Regions from separate parts of the Rattus norvegicus genome. Here region 2 is linked to region 1. A link is a contact called in public Hi-C data. All regions are on one chromosome and are shown on one strand. The core of a region is the stretch at or near the end of the contact, and the rest is flanking DNA. Distances in the headings are between cores, read along the strand shown. Region 1 has its middle 12 kb from the start of Prr5. Region 2 has its middle 12 kb from the start of Arhgap8.

Region 1 (2,700 bases), core at 135-2,634:
CTTCCTTCCTTTCTTTCTTTCTTCCTTCCTTCCTTCCTTCCTTCCTTTTTCTCCTTTGTCTGCCTGCCTGCCTGCCTGCCTGTCTGTCTGTGTCTGTCTGTCTGTCTGTCTGTCTGTCTGTCTGTCTGTGATCTTTCCAGATAAGGTTTCTCAGTGCAGCTCTGACTGTCCTGGAACACACACACACACACACACACACTCTCTCTCTCTCTCTCTCTCTCTCTCTCTCTCTCTCTCTCTCTCTCTCTCTGTAGACCAGGCTGTCCTTCATCTCAGAGATCCACCTGCCCCTGCCTCCCCAGTGTTGGGGGACTAAAGGCATGGCCACCACTGCCTGGCATGGCCTTTTTTCTTCCCCAATAGATCCTGGAGTGGGGTGGTGTCTACATTGCCCAGCCCACACAGGTCACCAGGCAACACCTGGGTGTGTGTTCTGCGTTTTCATGTGGTGTCTTCCCAGCTCCCTCTCTGTCTTTAGACACTGCCCAGCTCCTACCCTGCCTGAGTTCTTAGCCAGGCAACACCCTGCATGGAGCACATCCTGTACGTCACACACCCCTTTGGAGGGTCCCCATGTCGCAGAAATGTGACAGTCCTGTGCATCTCAGGCTCTGCCAAATGAGACCCAGAACACTGTGTCTCAGAGGCCTTGGAAGGAGTGAGCCTTAGATGGGGCACCATGGAAGGTGCGTAAAGGCCTTCGTGGTGACTGCTGTCACTCCGAGTTATACTGGCTATAGCCTTTCTAGCGTGGCTGTCCCTGCAAGAAGGGGCTGGGTCTTACATTCTGTGCCCACCTGACCAGCCAGAGTGAGCCTCCCAGTGCACAAGGCCACACTGCATTACTTCAACCTCATCTTGTCTCCCATCACTGGGCAACCTTAACTCCATTGTAGAGCCAGGGTCCAAAATAGGCTTTCCCAGGATTACCTGACAGGAAGGGACATCCAGGAAGGCTTCCTGAAGGAGGTGGCCAGCACTGAGCCAGCAGGATGGCAGAACTGAGTCTGCCTGGCATTCTAGGTAGAGTGAAGGAGACTTCATGTGAGGGGCGTGGCCAAACCTAACATCCGCAGAGTAGAGTGGGGTATAAATGGTGTGGGGTTGAGTGCTGAGCTGCACCAAGATGTCCTGAAGTCATCTTGGGTCGGAAGTGAAAGGAGCTGTCCAGTTACACCTCCTGACACCGGCTATTCTCCCCACTTCAGGCCTGGACAGGAAGGGGTGTACTTTAGGATCCAAGGCTACGGGCAACCGCCTGGGACCTACTCCGTAAGCATGATAAAATATTTATCAGGAACCAGGCAGCTGGGCTTCCCTGCACAGGCTGCCACGGGCAGCTCCCACCGAAGCTGGCTGCAGCCTCGCCGAGTTCCGCTGAGTCACAGCCCGTGAGCCCTCTGTCCAGCCCGCCTGCTTGCTGTCCTGTGGCCACGTGGATTCCTCATAATATGTAAGCCATTGGGTAGCCTCAGGACCAGGGCACCCAGCACAGTGAACGCTGAGCCAACATCAGACCTCTCTGGACTGTGCAGGCCTCAGCCAAGGTCACAGGCAGACAAACCACGGGTACCCCTTCCCTCGCCCACCCTGCAGCCTCTGGCTCTCGAGCAAGGTAGGTTTTCGGCCTCTTTGGCATGGGGATGCTGAGTCTGTATGGAAGTAGGATGGGTCAGATCTCTCAGGAGCTGGCAGTTAGAGGAGATTTGCCATTTGTCTGACCCCGAGTCTGTCTCTGAGAAGTCTGACTCAGATAAGGACCAATTCCTAGGTCCAGCCTAATGTGCGTGACAGTACTGGGACTTTACGTTTGAATCAGCAACAACAAAAACAGCGGCAGATGGTACCTTCCTTCTGCTGCTCGGGGTGTGAGAGCGCCCAGGCTGCCGAGTCTTTTGCTCATCCATTCATAAAACAGTTTGTCTGCCCTGGCTGGCAATCTAGCTTGAGTCATGTGTGTGCACGCTGTGCTGTGTGACCTTGGGTAGGTTGCTCCACCTCTCTGATGCTCATAACTCCTTCATCTCCTTCATGTCCTCATACCCCTGAGGCCGGATGGGCCTCACTGGGCATTTGGAAAGGCTCCATTTTTCCAGAAAGGCCCTGGCACAGCCTGAAGGAGGCTTGCCAGGCGGTAGACCAGAGGATGGAGGACAGAACGCGCTAGGCCGGATGGAAGTGTTTCTACGGTTGTCAAGTTCCCTGGGGAAAATCTGTGGTCACCGGAGCTGCTGCCACAACATCTGGGGATGGGACAGGGAGCTGTCCACCCTAGCCATTAGTGGGGACCCTGTGGGCTGCCAAACCAGGGTCACACCCCAGTTCTGGCCAGGCCATCATGCCTCTGGCTGCCTTTGGTGTCTGCTAACCCCATTCCTGCCTGCTCAGCTGCCCCTCGTAGGCCTCTCCCCCTGCTACCGCAGCTTCTTGCCGCTCCTCCTCCAGAAGGGCGCTGTGTCTTCGAGTTCCTGTGGGAGATTGTCCTGCTCTGTCGAGCCTTCCTGGCTGTCTGTGCACGGACGCACGCACACACGCACACACGCACACACGCACACACGCACGCACGCACACACGCACACTCCCAGCATGTGTCCCATATCAGACATGCACACACGCACACACGCACGCACACACGCACACACGGACGCACGCACACACGCACACACGCACACACGCACACACGCACACACGCACACACAC
Region 2 (2,700 bases), core at 38-2,537, 37 kb after region 1:
TGAGTTCAAGGACAGCCTGGTCTACATAGCCAGTTCTACTCCAGCTGGAGTGACACGATGAAACAATGTTCCGAAACAATAATAAAATGACATTGGAAACATGTATTCAACTTGAGTGACCACTGGTGACTGATGGCTTGGTGAGGCTTCCGTAACATTCCATCTCCAGGGGCTCTTGCCTTGTTCTGTGGTAACTTTCAAAGGCTTCTGGGACTGTCTTAGTCAGGGTTCTCTAGAGTCACAGAACTTATGGGTAGTCTCTGTATAGTAAGGGAATTTGTTGATGACTTACGGTCCGTAGTCTCCTGGTATTCATAGCCACTATGCCTCAAGATCTCCATGCCAAGATCCAGGTCAGAAACTTGTGTCTTCCAGCCTCAAGATCAGGATCACAGATGACCCTTCCAATTCTGGATTGTAGTTCATTCCAGATACAGTCAAGTCGTCAACCAGAAATAGCCATTACAGGAGAGGATGCTGCCATGGCCTTTAAAAACTTGTCATGGAAGAATGAATGTGTGTCCATCTTTTTTAACATGGATGACAGGCCATTCAAGATCTCAGTGAGCCCTGGGTTCACACTATCAGGGTAGGGTTCACTGCTAGCAAACCAAACCCTCGATTCTGGCCCCTGACTAGACTTTGCTGCTGCAGATGCTGTGGCTGAAGATGTGGGTCAGTGGGTAGAGTGCTTAGTATGCACAAGGCCCTGGGTTCAATCATCTGGTGATTCCCATCTAATCCCAGCACTCAAAATGAGTTCAAAGTCATCCTTAGCTATATAATAAGTCTGAGGCTAGCCTGGACTACGTGGACCCTGTCACTTGTTTTGAGATAGGGTCTCACTATGTTTCCCTGGCTGTCCTGGAACTCTCACTACATAGACCAGGCTGTCTTCCAAGTCACAGAGACTCCGCCTCTTGAGTACTGGGATTAAAGGTGTATTCCACTATTGTCTACTGAACCTTGGTGTGTGTGTGTGTGTGTGTGTGTGTGTGTGTGTGTGTGTGTGTGTGTGTGTGTGTGTGTTGTTTTGTTGTGTCTTAAAGTCACTTTTCCACCCAATTATCAGACACCTAGGCTTTGTCTCCTGCTGCTTAGAGGCAGAGGTGGCCCAAGGTCCTGAGCCTCAGCTTTGCTAATGAGAAGTTGAGGTGCTTTGTGGCCTCACATGAGGCCCTGGTTAGTGTTAGTGTGAGAGTCAAGCTTCCTGTCTGGCCTCTCCCTCACACCCACAGGCCCTAGGGCCCAGCATGCCAAAGGGGCGTGTTACCCAGAGTCCTCTGTTCCCACCCTGTCCCAAGTCCAGTCACCATACTTCCTGTGGCTCCTGTACCCAACCCTCAGACATAGGGATTAAGGAACAGTGTCCCTTTGTCCCCAGTTCTGTACCGTTCCCCAGTGCCCTTTGGGATGAAAGCCACTTTGGTGGTGAAGGTCATTCCTTCACAGAGGTGCTTGCCCTCCCACCAGCTCCCTCAGGAACATGCTCTCAGGGCACAGGATTGTACCTCCTCAGTGCCCTTCCCAACAGCCTCAGCTCTTCGAGTGCCACAGCACAGGGAGAGGGAAAAACTGGGCCGCTGCCATCACTCTCAAAACCTTTGAAACTTCTTCCAAGGACCTGGCAGCCTGCTTCCTGAAGCTCCAGGGCCCTTCCCACCTAACTGTGGGAAGCCTCTCTGCCCTATCTCTATTCACACATACTGTCCCATACACACACACACACACACACACACAGTACACACACACACACACACACACACACACACACACACGTCCCTACTTACATGTTCACATACACATGTACAGAGACATATCCCACACACACACATACGTGCTTAGATACCCACTCACAGTACATGTTCACACTTGCCTCCTGGCCCTCCCCTTGGGAGAGGTAAGTATGGAGGGGTCTGTGACACCTCAGCTCACTCCCATTTTCCTAGAGTATCCCCATGGCTTCTGGGCACCACTATCTGACCCCAGATTCAGGAAAGCGATACTCTGCCTATGTTTTGCCAGGCTCTAGGCCTCAGGCAGTGCAGCTCGGAGGGCTCAAAAGGGACAGAGGCTGGGGCATTGGATTAACTGGTACTTCTTTTTTTTTTTTTTTTTTTTTTTTTGTCTTTCTTTTTTTTCGGAGCTGGGGACCGAACCCAGGGCCTTGCGCTTGCTAGGCAAGCGCTCTACCACTGAGCTAAATCCCCAACCCCCTAACTGGTACTTCTTATCATCATCATCGTCATCGTCGTTATCGTCATCATCATCGTCGTCGTCGTCGTCGTCGTCATCATTATTACTATTTTGGTTTTTGGAGACAGGGTTTCTCTGTGTAGTCCTGGCTGTCCTGGAACTCCGAAGACCAGCTGGCCTCAAACGCAGAGATTCTCTTGCCTCTGCCTCCCGAGTGCTGGGATTAAAAGCCTGTGCTGACACCACCCTGTATCATTTTTGTGTTTCCACGAGCTGCAAGCACCAAGGGGCTGGGAATGGAGTGTGATAAGGTTCTGTGGCCAAGTGGTAAAGGAAGAAAGGTTAGAAAAAGGCAGGGAGGGGGGGTTGGGGATTTAGCTCAGTGGTAGAGTACTTGCCTAGCAAGTGCAAGGCCCTGGGTTCGGTCCCCAGCTCCGAAAAAAAGAAAAAGAAAAAAAGGCAGGGAGGGACGGAAGTGGGGGAGGTTCCCTCTCAGTGGCCTGT

The links. Hi-C and Micro-C count contacts between places; a contact is called where the count stands out from the background.
Region 2: a Hi-C map of kidney shows a contact between it and region 1, with 2.1 times the contacts expected there. The contact joins two enhancer-like sites. A contact is called at or near these places in 9 of 12 Hi-C or Micro-C datasets (the A7r5 cell line, frontal cortex, kidney and 4 more).

What each region holds. Positions count from the first base shown.
Region 1 is chr7:117,680,502-117,683,201 of GRCr8, forward strand. It overlaps a transcript of Prr5 not described here. Among named protein-coding and RNA genes, the nearest start is that of Prr5, 12 kb to the right of the region's middle. Within about 2 kb of position 1,385, at least 13 of the 93 cell types and tissues checked have an H3K27ac peak or open chromatin away from gene starts, as enhancers often do. A contact at or near this core is called in kidney, where this site is marked.
Region 2 is chr7:117,717,729-117,720,428 of GRCr8, forward strand. It overlaps a transcript of Prr5 not described here. Among named protein-coding and RNA genes, the nearest start is that of Arhgap8, 12 kb to the right of the region's middle. Within about 2 kb of position 1,288, at least 8 of the 93 cell types and tissues checked have an H3K27ac peak or open chromatin away from gene starts, as enhancers often do. A contact at or near this core is called in kidney, where this site is marked.